2 separate regions of the Sus scrofa genome follow, and region 1 is linked to region 2. The links are chromatin contacts, called in public HiChIP or PLAC-seq maps. All regions are on one chromosome and are shown on one strand. Each heading gives the region's core, a stretch centred on a gene start, on an enhancer-like site or on the middle of the called end of the contact. The rest is flanking DNA. Distances are from core to core; before and after follow the strand shown.

The links. HiChIP or PLAC-seq counts read pairs in DNA pulled down with a chosen protein or histone mark.
Region 1: a contact with region 2 is called in an H3K27ac HiChIP or PLAC-seq map of alveolar macrophages. The contact joins the enhancer-like site here to the promoter of DDX20 in region 2. A contact is called at or near these places in 16 of 47 Hi-C or Micro-C datasets (alveolar macrophages, blood, embryonic fibroblasts and 10 more) and 2 of 2 datasets of contacts at active chromatin or transcription factors (alveolar macrophages and skeletal muscle).

The regions. Positions count from the first base shown.
Region 1 is chr4:108,685,119-108,692,788 of Sscrofa11.1, reverse strand. RAP1A (ras-related protein Rap-1A) reads left to right here. Exons shown (of 8, transcript XM_021090035.1): 3 at 1,625-1,693; 4 at 3,762-3,818; 5 at 4,820-4,960; 6 at 6,649-6,792. The coding sequence starts at 3,789. Among named protein-coding and RNA genes, the nearest start is that of FAM212B, 38 kb to the right of the region's middle. Within about 2 kb of position 5,993, at least 3 of the 83 cell types and tissues checked have an H3K27ac peak or open chromatin away from gene starts, as enhancers often do. A contact at or near this core is called in alveolar macrophages, where this site is marked.
Region 2 is chr4:108,632,832-108,639,788 of Sscrofa11.1, reverse strand. It overlaps DDX20 (probable ATP-dependent RNA helicase DDX20), which reads left to right and starts at 3,407. Exons shown (of 12, transcript XM_001928544.4): 1 at 3,407-3,458; 2 at 3,644-4,014; 3 at 4,691-4,785; 4 at 6,835-6,957. The coding sequence starts at 3,693.

The sequences.
Region 1 (7,670 bases), core at 4,744-7,243, 50 kb before region 2:
AGTTCCCTTCTGGAAGTGTATCCCATACATATGTTGAGATATACAAAATGACATGATCAGGGATATCCATTATAACATTCTTTACAGTGGCAAGAATTTGGAAACAATCTGAATGCCTACGTATTAATACGTATTTCAGGGAGAGTAGTGTAAACCATAAAAAAAGAAGGCAGTAGCTCTCTATATACTGATATGTAATGAAATCCAAGATGTGTGACTTAGAGGGAAAAAGATACCAAGCAGTGTAGAGTACCATGTGTGTTTGATAAAAAAAAAAAAAAGAAGAAGAAGAAGGGTGATGGGAGAGATGTTATAAAAGAGCAAAGACTATTTCTGCAAATGTTCAGCAAGTTTCAGATAACATATTAGTTACTTCCTTGGGAGTCCAGTTGGAAAAGCTGGTAGGTAGAGTTCTTTACCATTACATACTCTTTTTGTGCCTTTTGCATTTTGTCCTGTGTCCATGCATTACCTTTTTAAAATGATTTGACTACTTAAAAATAAAAATTCATAAGAATTAATGAGGTTGTCTGGGGAGAGCCTAGAGAGAGAATAAGGACTGAGGTCTGAGTATCCATTGCCTTGAAAGAGTAGGTAGGATTGGAGGATCCAACATAGAAAATAGATCTTGTACATGAATGTAAAGAATGTACCTTTGCTTGACTACTCAGAAATCACCTGAAGAGAAGAGAGATGCTCTGAGAATATAGAGGGAGCCGGATGTGATAAAAGCAGCTTCAGTAAAGTGATGAGGCCACAGCCATCCTGGATGGGTTGAAGAGTGAATGAGAGCTGAGGAAACGGAACCACCGTTATAGATAGTTGAAAAGCTTGCTATCTTCAGGTTAATCTATTTAGCTCAAGCTAAAATAGTGCATTTATATTCCTCTGGCTAATTGTAGTGTGGATGACCTCAGGCCACATTTTTACCCTTGCTTTTAGGCAGTGATGTGCCAGCTGTTCAGGAAATATCTCGCAACTACCTTCTGTCCTTCTTTTCATTTACGGAATGACAAAATATCTAGTCTTATAGAAATTTAAGAGATAAAAGTAGATGATCTGAAAAAGATGGGTGTATAGTGTCTTCCAATGAAAAGAACAAGGGTTTGAAATCAGGAAGGGATACTTTTGAATTTCAGCTGGCAAATCAGAAAAACTTGATTTTCCCCCACAATTAGAAAGGCTGTTTGAAGACTGTTTAAAATTTACAGTCTCTCCTTTGAGGGCATAAGATAAAAATTGCTACAGATTCATAAAGGAGTAATAAGACTTTAAATACTGATAAATTTTCACATTTTAATAAATTAGAATCCATATCCTTATATGTATCTTATTTGTATCTTCATTGTACTTTGAAACTTAATGTAGTAATTATTTTAACAGTGTAATGTCAGCAGCAGCATTGCTGACAGTTTTTAACACAACCACTTCCTTTCCTAAGTATACTCTTAATTATGAATGTATCCTTATATTGAAAAATAATGATACTTTACAATTTGCATTTTTACCAGAGTTTTCACATAATTTCATTTAATCGTTGCGATTTTGCAAGGTTAAGTAACATTTAAGAGGGGCTGATTTTTCTTTTAAGTCCTTAACTTTTGTCTGCTTTTTTTTTTTTTAGACCGTTCAATTTGTTCAGGGAATTTTTGTGGAAAAATATGACCCAACGATAGAAGATTCCTACAGAAAGGTAAAATGTGAAACGTGTATGCTCATGCTTACAAGTAGTTTCTTATGACTTTAAAACTTGATCCCTGGAATTGCTTTTTTAAAAATAGTTCTGAGAAATGACCCAATGTTCTGTATCTGTTTTTAAAAGTTTCACCAAGACGTGGTATTTTTCGTAGAATATTGCTTAGCTAAAGAGAGCTCCACATTCTCTCGCTGATTAATGTAATCAGTCCTTTAATATACCCATTTTCTTGGTGGCCTTTTTTTTTAATATAGAAAAATTGCATATAAATAGTAGGTATATTTTTGATGACTCTTTGTGTGAACTAAAATTAAGATCACTTTATACTTGAGGTTATCCAGTGACTGAAAGTTATTTTTGTTTAATTATATAATAACTTTAAAGATATTTCACCTTTAGACTATAAAAAATTAGACAGTTGGAGTCTGTGTAATAATTTAGTGTAGATACATGGCCTCATACATTTGTCTTAACCTGTAGCATGTACAACATCAAGAGTAAAACTGCAGACTATGGACTTTGCATGATAATGGTGCAAATGCAGGTTCACTGATTTTCACAAATGTACCACTTTGGTGCAGGATGCCGATGGTGGGGGAGGCTAGCGGGGAACAGGAAAATGGTATGTGGGAACTCTACTTTTTCTGCTGTTTTGCTGTGAACCTAAAACTGCTTTCTAAAAAGTAAAGTTTGTTTAAAAGGAAAAGAAATTTAAGTAGTTGGTCTTGACAAAAAAATACTGTTCTATTTAATTAGAAAACTAGCTGGAATTGTGGAGAATTTTCAAGTCTTTATTTCCCAAGTATGGTGGGGGCAGCGGTAGGGAGGGAGACAGTGTTGTAAGAAAGCCTAGTAGCCAACGATACATTAAAGAAAAAAAAAAAAAAAAAGATTAAACCTCCCTTCCAACAAATGAGAAAGAATTGCTTTGTTGGATGTTAAAATTTACCTTAAATAGTGCTATAATTTCTGTTGAATTAAATTCTTCAAGCCTACCGGAATAGCAGTTTCATTATCTGTAAATTGGAAACCAAATGGTGGTACATTGAGAAACCACAGAGTGAATTCATTATTCGTTGAACATACGCATTCACAGAGAGGGCAGATTATTATCACTTTAGTCCCGTAAACAATGGAACAGTGGAGTTTGGGACTCTACCCATCGTGCTCCTCATCAATCCCTGATGTGACACAGAAGCAGAGTTTAAAATAGTCCTTAGGTCAGTATGTCTATTTTTAGAAGACAGTGTTGCATTACTGAAATTTCCCCCAAATCAGTTGCTGGTTAAAGCATTAACTGCAAACAAAGATCTGTACCTTGAATGTCAAAGATTTTACACTTTTCTAAATCCCTTCTTTATTAAAAAATGTCCACACGGTTAATAGTTGATACTTGCTTTAGGCCAACCTTCTCTTCTGTGCAACACTGGGAAAGTAGAACCCAGTATCTAAAAGTTTGCCTTATGCACACAGTTTTTCCAAAGACGTAGAAGTCTTGAGAGCTGTAGGAGTTCAGTGTTATTCTGTGTTCCCTTTTAACTCTTAAATTAATGCTCCTGTGTGTTAAATTTGGGGCATTGTTTAGTAAAACTCTAACAGCTTGAATGTGGTAAGTTGGCAAAGTTTTCTTTACCCTCCCAGTCTTGGCTATATTTTGAACTATTTAGTACTTGTGTGCTTTGTTTTGAAGAGAATATAAATATACATACTTTATCCATTTTTCCCCTGTTAGAATTATACCTGTTGGTTATAGTTTTTCTTAAATTACAGGGTATGACCGTTGCCTTTTAATAACAACACAAATCAGTACTCAGTGTTCATAGTGGTCAGAAAATGCCTAAACTCAGCATCAGCAGTCCTGGCTTTGTAGTATTAATAGAATGTGTTTGAGACCTCCTGTTCTTTATTGTAGCACCAAGTTAGATCTCCACCGATACAGGAAACTGCTAGAGAAAGGCTTTGTAGTTGTTAATAGGTACTTTGAGCAAAGAAGTGGGAGGAAAACAGACTGACATTTTGATGTTACTTTTTCATCCCCCTCCACCCCCGCACCCTACCCCAACAGCAAGTTGAAGTAGACTGCCAACAGTGTATGCTCGAAATCCTGGATACAGCGGGAACGGTAAGCATGTTTTCTCTTTTTGTGATCGATTTTAATTTGTGAATAGGTTTTTGTCGCCTGAACGGTTCCTCTGAGTAAAAGCATTTATTCTGATTAAGAACTTGGTCTCTGTGTAGGACTTCTTAAATTTTCTTATGTGGGTGGCACTATCTATGATGTACTTAATGCTCACATATCAGTGTTAGATGTTGAGCTCATCTGCAGAATCTGTGTGTTGAATTTCTTTTCCCTGTATTGAGGTAAAAATTGTGCTATTACTGCTTTCTAAGAAAAGAAAAAAAAAGGCATTTTAAATTCAGATCACGGTCATTCATTTTTTTAAAAATTGGTTTAGTAGCACTTTTAACATCTCAAGGTTTATTAGCATTTTAACATCTCTGGTGACAGATATGTATTTCTGACCAAAAGTCTTTAGGATTATTTTGAGCCTAATTTTTCACATCCTTAAATGAGTATAATGACGTTAGTACATTATAGGGTGCTTGTAGTGATCAAATGCAATAGTGATTATAAATCACTTGGCACAAAATGCCTTTTATATGGTTTGAGTTCTCTGTATTTGCTTTTATTTTCATTGTCTTCATTTGTCACCTTTTTTATTTTTTATTTTTTTATTTTATTTTATTTTATTTTTAGGGCCTAACCTGTGGTATATGGAAGTTCCTAGGCCAGTGTCATATCAGAGCTACAAGTGCAGCCTATACCACAGCCACAGCAGTGCCAGATCTGAGCCGCATCTGAGACCTATGCTGCAGCTTGTGGTAACGCTGGACTCTTCACCCACTGAGTGAGGCCGGGGATAGAACCCGCATCCTCATGGATACTAGTTGGGCTCATTACCGCTGAGCTACAGAGGGAACTCCATGTATCATGTCTTGTGTTTCCTTCATGAAAACACATAATTAAAAATTCAGTAGCTTACGTATGATTATTCTGATTTAAATTGTTTCAGTATACATTCAAGAAGTTATATTTATATAATTGCATATTTTTTATTATAGGAGCAATTTACAGCGATGAGAGATTTGTATATGAAGAATGGCCAAGGGTTTGCACTAGTATATTCTATTACAGCTCAGTCCACGTTTAATGACTTACAGGACCTGAGGGAACAGATTTTACGGGTTAAGGACACAGAAGATGTAAGTTTTTCTCTCATGTATAGCACACCACTGTCTCTCCGTGGCCAAATAAAAAATGTCCTTTGTCTATCAGCAGAAGATTTGGAGGGTATCTTCCACGTGCCTAAAAGAGCCCTTGTGACCAAAAGCAATTTTAAGCTTTCTAAATTTACCTGCAGATTATATGCTGAGATGGTTGGAAAAGGAGGACATGTGTATAAAGTTCTTTCTCTCCTCACCACTCACATGGTGCTGTGGGGGTCACAGGTGCAGTAGAGAAGGAGGCATCCCAGAGCACGTGGTAGAGGCGGGACGCAGGTTGGGCTCAGAAAGGTGGTAGTTATGTCAGAAGAGCATGGTATGTCCTTGGTTCTAAAATTCTGTTGATACAGTTTTTGCTCACAGTTTTATCCTTTGAGTTATGGTAAAGATTTTAATGAACTGGGTTTTTATATTTTTTAATTTTATTTTAGTTGTAGAATTCCTTTTTTTTTTTTTTTTTTTTGTCTTTTCTAGGGCCGCTCCTGTGGCATATGGAGGTTCCCAGGCTAGGGGTTGAATTGGAGCTGTAGCCACCGGCCTACGCCAGAGGCACAGCAACGCGGGATCCGAGCCGCGTCTGCAACCTACACCACAGCTCACGGCAACGCCGGATCGTTAACCCACTGAGCAAGGGCGGGGACCGAACCCGCAACCTCATGGTTCCTAGTCGGATTCGTTAACCACTGCGCCACGACGGGAACTCCTAAAGTTATTTTTTAATGGTAAAACACACTGTTTTAGAATTCCTGTCTTTTTGAACAATAGCATTGTTGTGCCTTTTTGCAAAGATGACATGTATGTTTTACATGTTTGTCTCAGTTTTGTCTCTAGAGATTTCCTTTTCAAAAGTTGTATAAATTAGAATATAAAATTTCATTCGTACCTTCCTTTCTGTTTTTGTGTGTTCTTTCTCATTATTAATGGGAACATATGCACCTGCTTAGGACCTTAGCTGTGCGGAATATTGTAGGCGGGAAGGATTTGCACCATATGACTCATGCCCAACCGTAAACCTAATGAATAGTTCTCTTTCTTCCCGTGACTGATTCATCCAAGAGAGTTCTCTTTTCATAGGCAATTACATGCAAATCACTGAACCTCTGGTAATGTTCATCTCTTTATCCCATGAAATCAACTAAAGAAGACTGAGTTCTAGATGAAGACATAGCTGCTCAATGGCTTTATTTTTATTCTTGCTCTTTTTGAATCTCTCACCTAAGCTGGTCTTCAGATCTAGGCATCAGTTACAGGAGTAAAACGTACTACTGCATCAGTCTTGCCACTGCTTTTGGCAGTCATTGGTCCTGTGAGATGAGGCACTTACTTAAAACACAGGGCAGTGTGTACGTTCTTCTCTGTATTGCAGGCGCTTCCCCTTTCCTTCAGATTTTTCTAGTTGGAATTCAGCTGTTAGCATTATTCACATGAGAATTTTGGGATTATATTCGTAAAATAATTTAGCAGATCAGTGTTATGGGATCACTTCTGTATTTTTTTCTGTCTCTTCCCCCTCCACCTTCTCCCCAACACACATACATAACATTTTTTTTTAAGCACTTGCATAGTCCTAACTAACCCATTTCAGTTGGTGGCAGGTATTTGCTTACTTATAAGAGGCTGAGTAACTAGTATGTTAGTGTTCATTATGTGTTTTTTCCTTCCCACAGGTTCCAATGATTTTGGTTGGCAATAAATGTGACCTGGAAGATGAGCGAGTAGTTGGCAAAGAACAGGGTCAGAATTTAGCAAGACAGTGGTGTAACTGTGCCTTTTTAGAATCTTCTGCAAAGTCAAAGATCAACGTTAATGAGGTAATCTACAGCTGCTAGGCAGCACAAATAAGTGCCTTTTTTGTTTCCTTTAGGTTAACAACCCAAAACGTTTTTTTAAAAGAAAAAATGGTCTTCTTTTAAGCAGTCTTTATCAGTTTATGGAAAACACCAATTAATTCCCAGAAACCATATTCCTTCTCTTACATAAAATCATGTTGATGGCTCTGATGAGGACACTTATATGTACCTTATTGGCAAAGAGGAAGTTTAAGTTAAAGAATATGTTTAAAGTCCTGCTGAGCCTCCAAATGATACACCAGAAAGTGGTGTGTGAAGAGTGTTGCATCACCCTTGTATTCTAATAATTACCTATGCAGATATGTATGAATAGATTGTAAAGTCAAGTGGAGACGACCAAAATCAAAGTAGTTACTGTCGTGAACTTAACGTTGTACAGAAAGATATCACAGAATTTGTTGTTCTGAGTTCTGCTTCCCTTTGGTGTATCACTCAAAGGGAAGAAGCTGTGTGGATGGATACAGAACTGAAATTCTCTCGGTTTTTTAGGCCTCATACCACAGGCGCACGTGGCTTTTTTTTTTTTTTTTTGGTCTGTGACTTAACCACTGCACTATCTTGAGAACAGGAATACTTATAGTAAGTACGCATGCCTGCCTGGATGTAAAGGGCCAGTAGTTTCCTGGATCCCTAAAAGAGTAGTGCAGTCCCCAGCTGCCACCACCACACCCAAGCAGAAACTTCAGAGCTTACCATTGCTTTTATTAATGTTAACAAAAGCCTTTTTAAAACAAAAAATAGGAGTTCCCGTTGTGGCTAAGTGGTAACAAACCCGACTAGTATCCATGAGGACACGGGTTTAATCCCTAGCTCTAGTCAGTGAGTTAAGAATCCGGCGT
Region 2 (6,957 bases), core at 2,158-4,657:
ACCAAGGCATCTCTGCAGCCTCCTTTCCGGGTTAACTTCTGCATACTGCCTCCGTTCACGCTAAGCGCTCACACCTTCCCTAAGCTCCTTTGGTTTCTCATGCTTCCACGCCTTTGCACAAACTGTTCCCTTTGCCCAGAATATCTTTCTAACTTTGCCTGGTGAGCGCTCCTTCCACCCCCGCTGCCTGAGGAACTCCTTATCTAGCCTCTAGGATCAGCTCAGAAAACTCGGCCCCCAGTGCTTCTTGGGACTTGAGCTTTTTCTCCTGGTGTCCTGCCTTTGGGCGGAAGTGCTAGACTCCAGGGATGAGGAAAAGAGGCATCCGGGCGTGGAGTTTTTCCTGTCCTTCCATGCATGCTTTAAACCACTTTGATTTGGGGTGGGCTTGAGAAGGGCATCGAGAAGAAAGCTAGTGTTCTCTGAATACCAAAAGCCGTTTCTCTCCCTTTCTCAGAAGTTCTCACTCTCTCCCACATGACAGCCGCACTTTGAGCAACTAGGGCCTTGAAAAATGTCAGTACTGCATGATTTTACACCCCCTCTGTTACTTGCATATTTCCTCCACGATCAGAGCTACCTGTTTGCCTCTCTCTTTCTTCCTGGGGGCAAATGCTCTGTTTATTTTTATCCCATTTTTGTACCTCCAGCTTTTGGCTGATTGATATTAAGCGTTTAGAAGATTTCTGTTGAAAGAGGGAATAAAGAGATGTTTGCAGAGGGAGTGCAAATAATAACATTGTCTACCCTTTGTTTCTTTAAGGGTCAAATGAAAAACACTGCCTCTAAAAACCTTCGTTTCTTCCCTTCTTTCCACATACTTCCATGGATCTTCACACCTGGGTGAGCCGCCTTACGTCCCTGGTATTTTTTGTTGTTTGTTTTATGGCCGTACCTGGGGCACATGGAAGTTCCCAGGCAAGGGGTTGAATCCCAGCTGCAGCTGCCGGCCCATGTCACAGCCACAACAAAGAGGGATCCCAGCCATGTCTTTGACCTATGCTGTAGCTTGCAGGAATACCAGATGCCCAACCCACTGAGCGAGGCCAGGGATTGAACCTGCATTCTCTTGGATACTAGTCTGGTTGGTAACCTGCTGAGCCACGATAGGAGCTCCCCTGTCTGTGTTTTTATTTACATTATGTTCCTTCCTTTCGGCTGCAGAAACCTCCATTGTGAAATGATTGCTTAGGACCACTTGAACCTGAAAATCCATTCTGAGTCTCTGTTTTACTCTGGCTTCTTCAGTTCATAGAAGCTTTCCCTCTTCTTGTTTCCAGGTGGACAGAACAGCAGAAAAAGAGGCTGGGGTCCCATTGTGATTTTATCCTGAGGGAGGCCGGGAGGCAGACAACAGTCCAACAGGTTTCTGTGTCTGTTACTCTCATGCTTTACCTGGTTCTTAAATGGTCTATAAAACCTTTATGTTTTAACTTTACAGCACTAAAAATTATGACCAACAACATGATTATAATTTTTAACCACTGAGGAAAAATTTCATTAATTTGTGTTTTTAGTTACGGCAATAGAATTCATCCCTAGTAACATTACTGCAATATTCGTGTCCATAAAACTGTAAACAACAAAAGCAATAACACAATGTCTATAAAACTATAAGTGTTCTTCTCTGGGAAAGTAGGGTTTTTCTCTTGGGATGAGAGCTGGCTTTTTCATGGGTGATTGGTATGAGTTCTACAGAACTATTGCTGGGAGCATGAAAATCCGGCTCCATAAAAATCAGTTTGAGCAAGAAAAGGTCCACTCTTCAAAGTTGATTAGGTCCACCAAGGGCCTGGTACTGGGCTGGAGGGCATAGGGCAATGAAATTTCCATCCTTTTGAAACTCGTAGCTTAGTGAGAAGGATGGAGATTTAAAGAAGTAAACAAAAGACAAATAAATAAATAAATAAATAAATAAAGAAGTAAACAGAACAAAGTAAGAGCTGGGCTGGAATCATTTATTGTGAGAAGTGGGAGCCTGGAACTAAAAAAAGGCTGTCAGAAGGAACAGGATCTGAAGCTGGACCCAAGCAACCTAAGATATCCACTGAAGAAAGATCACTCCAGCACCTGTGGGTGGGTGGCTGGGAGAGAAGAAACCCTGCCTGGGGGGGGGGGAATTATTCAGGAGGTTGTTGCAACAGTTACCATGATGAAGGGACCTAAGAATAGAACAGATGCTATGGAGACTGGAGAAAAGAAATGGATGAAATACTTGGAGGCAAAATTACCAGCCCTCGCGTAATTGTTAGGGGAAAGGGATAGTGGAGGGTGGAATATAGAGCAAGTCCCAGGTTTGGGATTTGGGGATTAGGTAGATGAGGAAAGTGGGGTACTTACTAAGAGAAAGTGTGGAAAGCCCACTCCCAACAGCCCTCCTTCTTTCATATGAACAGCTGACATTTTCTCAATGTTCTGTAAATTTCTAAGAAAAAATGCATCCTGAAGACCCCTTTCCAATGGATTGCCATGCCAAAGTCCCTCCTACACCCTTTGGAATCTGAATTGAGTGTGTGTGTGTGTGTGTGTCTCGGAGAAGGGAAGAATGAGACCAGTGAGAGAGAATGACCAGAATTATGGTATAAGGACAAAGGAAAAAGTTAGGGTTCGGTGCAGAATAACTTTAGATTTGGAACTGTGAAAAGGTTTGGTTCCAGAAATCCTTACACTTGGAGGACTTTGTTATCGGAGCTCGTTTATTCAGTAAATATCGAGCACCATGTCGGACTGGTTTTTTCTGATGAGAGATACTGCAGAGAACAAGAGAGAATAGGTCCCTGCCCTCATACAGTGGGGGAGACAGACAATAAACACAAATGACTTCAGCTAATGCTAAGTACCATGAAGAAAAATAAAGCAGAAGGGATCAGAGAGTAGGGGGAAACGCCAGGGAGCCGCCGGGATGGGGGAGCTATCTCAGGGTGTTTAGGAAAAGTCCTCTTTGACAAGGTGACATCTGAGCAGACTTAGGTAAAGACTGTTGTCATCCATGAGATGCCGGTGGGGAAAGGACAGAAGCTACACACAGAAAACGCTAAATCTGAGCTATCAGACATCGAATGGAGGTGTTGAGAAGGAGGTGGATGTAACAGGTCTGGAGTTGAGAGAGGCCTAAGGTGGAGATATGGATTTGGAAGTTGTCAGCACAATTTAATTTACTTCGATCAGACCTCACTGTGTGCCAGGGGCTGGGGCAGAGATGAGTACAGCGGCACGTGAGGAGGCTGCAAGTTGGGGCGGGCCAGGGATGGGGATCGGGAGGAATGGACGGCGGAGCCGAGGTCCGGGGGCGGGACCGTGACGCACTGGGCGCATCACAAAAGGCAGCATTGTGAGGCTGGCGACGGGGCGGTGCACGGCTGGGAGGACCCGCCCACAGAGGGCTGGGGGGGCGGGGCGGCGCTCCCACCGTGAGCGCGCGGCGCCCTCTGCAGGCCGCAGGCGGCGGCGTCACACAGGTAGCCTCAGTCTCCCTCTCCTCCCTTTTCCCGCCTTCCTCAGGCCACAGTTTTTCCTTGTAGCTGCTGTTTCCGAGTCTTTCTAAGCCTCCGACTTCCGTCCCTTGCCCCTCCTCTTCGAGGCCCGCCTGTCTGTGTCTTCGCGGGAAGACTGCCAATAAAGTTTTTCCTCTTCTCGCTCTCAGGCGCCTCGCCTCGCCCCCAAATACCGCGAGATCCGGCGGCGCGGCTCCCATGGCGGCGGCGACGACGGAAGCCCCAGCGGCCTTAGCGACCGTGGAGCCTGCGATGCCCGCGGAACCTGCGATGCCCGCGGAGCAGGTGGCCGGGCAGTTCTCGGCCTCAGAGCCAGCCTCCCTGCCCGTGCGGAGCCTTCGGACGGCTCACGACGTCGGCGGCCCGCGGACCCGCACCGGGGACGTGCTGTTGGCAGAGCCGGCGGACTTCGAGTCGCTGCTGCTGTCCCGGCCGGTGCTGGAGGGGCTGCGGGCGGCCGGATTCGAGCGACCGTCGCCCGTGCAGCTCAAGGCCATCCCTCTAGGGCGCTGCGGACTCGGTGAGGGCGGGGGCCCTGGAGGGCGGGAGGGAGGAAGGGGGGCAGCGGCGGCTGGGCCCGCGGCGAGGGCGGGGGACGCCCCACGCTCGCGAGCCTCAGTTTCTGCCTCTGTCAAACGGAGGCTCAGTCCTGAATTTGAAGGTGATTAAGGTCCATTGCACACCGACCAGTGGGTCTAGGCTTGAGAGGATAAACGGTAGTAAGGATCTCATCCTGGATTAGAGTAGGCCATAAATGCAATGACAAGAGTCCTTAGAAGAGAAGGGAGACGGAGAAGAGAGCCATGTGAAATGGAGGCGGAGATCGGAGTTAATGCGCTCCAAACCAAAAAATGTCTGGAGGCATCAAAAGCTGGAAGACACAAGGAAGGATTGAACCAGTGAACTTTTGGAGGGAAAGTGGCCCCGCTGTTTTCATACTTCTAGCCTCCAAAACTTTGAGGACATAAATTCCTGCTTTCTAGGCCAGAAGAAAAAAAATAAAAGAAATAAATGATAGAGGTCCAGAGAGGAAGCATGTGTCTGGATATGGCCTCATACCTTTTTTTAAGAGTTAACTTAAAACGAAGGTGCTAACGTTAGGTGATTCCTGGAGACCGTTCTAGTTCTGGGATTTCATGTTGGTACCTCATCTTCCGTCTGTCCTAGCTAGTGATAATTTTTTTTTTCCTCCTCAGATTTAATTGTTCAAGCTAAGTCTGGCACTGGGAAAACCTGTGTATTTTCCACCATTGCTTTGGACTCTCTTGTCCTTGAAAACTTAAGCACCCAGGTGAGTTTAGCTCAGAGGACCCAAAGGAGGGTATGTTATGTGGATTTTACTACAGGGCAGATGAAATACCAGTAACTCATCAGAGGTAGAAGTAAATTTGGTGAATGACTGCGTTAAGACATATGGAAAGTAGGCATTGAGGCTGTTGAGTGGTGGTGGTGCGAATGGTGACCATTATACATTATGTTATTATATATTATACATTATATTGTGTTACAGAAACTTGGACATTTCTGTCATTACTCCTGTTAAATAAAATAAATCTGCCAAGTGTGTCAGTTTTGTCATTACTTGAAACTACAGATAAGGAGTCTTTGTTCTTTTATTTGCTCCTGGGTTGTAGTGAGGTTTAGCATTTGGCCTGATTCATGGTAATGAGGTGCTGATAATTGCGGGTGGTTCTTCCAGTGAATGCATCATATTGATCTCCCTTCTTCTGGGTTCTTTCTGAGTAGATCTAAGAGAGCCTTACCTAAATTAACAGGGATTGGATTTGGGGATCATTTCTCTCCAAAGATTTGTTGAGCCCCTGTTATGTATAAACAGTATGCCAGGCACTGGGGATACGAAGATGAATCAGTTAGGATCCTTATACTCTTACCGTGTGATTATGCAGTTACGACAGACTGTATTTCAAGTTCTCAGTCATGTAAATCTGATGGTGATTCTTCAGCAGTGTTTTTTAACCCAGATACCCATATTCATCTTCTGTAAAGCTTTTTTTTTTTTTTTTTTTTGTCTTTTTGCTATTTATTGGGCCGCTCCCACGGCATATGGAGGTTCCCAGGCTAGGGGTCGAATCGGAGCTGTAGCTGCCGGCCTACACCAGAGCCGCAGCAACACTGGATCCAAGCCGTGTCTGCAACCTACACCACAGCTCACGGCAACGCCGGATCGTTAACCCACTGAGCAAGGGCAGGGACCGAACCCGCAACCTCATGGTTCCTAGTCGGATTCGTTAACCACTGCGCCACGATGGGAACTCCCTGTAAGGCTTTTTGAGTCCTACCATCTCTCTGCCCAATCCTGAGTGATGCTGCACATAGTCCCACTTCCCAAGGACCTCCGCTAGTCTCATGACTTGAGATAGAAGTAGTTGAGATTTTGGCTTCTGACAATTTGCCAGCAGGTCAAATGCCTAAGCTCTGAATGAGTTCCATAAGTAAGATTTTTTATTAACTTAAGATCTTTGTGGTATCAAAGTCATGCATATTCATTTTTGAAAATTGGGAAAATTCTGAAAAAGGAGAAGTACCCAAACCAAAATATAATCTCACCCAGAGAGAAACTGCTATTCACAGTTTGGCGTATTTTCTTCTAGTCTTTTTAAGCGGTTTTTTCCTTCTCATAGTTGAGAACATGTAATTTCACCTTCTTTTCTTACAGTCGTTGTATTGCACAGTTTTCACCACGGCTCTCAAGGCCTTTCATGACCGAGCCTCTGGAGCTAGATCTCTGACCCTGATTTGGTTCAGCCACATGGGCCTCCTTGCTGGTCCCCAAAACACCAAGAACCCTACCATGTTAAAGCCTTGGCATTTGCTGTTTCCTCTTCCTGAAAATAATTCCCTGGGTGTCCCAAGCTAGCTAGCTCTATGGGTACATTTAGGTCTCTGCTCAGAAGTTCTCTCTTTAGAGGGGCCTTCCTTCACTGCCCCATTTAAAATGCCTTCTTCCCTTCCTTTGTCTTTCTCTTTTCCCTATTTTATTTTCTTCATAGCACTTTACATTATCAGCTGTTATTTATATGTTTGTTTAGTGTATGTCTTTCATTCAAGAATGAAAGCGCCGTGAGAACAAGGACTTTGTATTAACTGTTGACTCCACAGCAACATGTATGTTGCCTCAGGCATAGGAGGTTCTATCTGATATATATCAAACGAGTACATGAATGAATGAATGGACTAGTTTCCCTTATTTAAAAAAACTCATTATTTAAAATGATCGCATAAATGAAAAATAGCTTATCCTATAATGAACGTTCTGATCACATGTATTTACTTACCGACTTGTTAAAGGTTTATTTTATTTTTGTTTTTTTTTTTTAAGATTTTGATCTTGGCTCCTACAAGAGAAATTGCTGTACAGATCCATTCTGTTATTACAGCCATTGGAGTAAAAATGGAAGGCTTAGAATGTCATGTGTTTATTGGAGGGACTCCATTATCACAA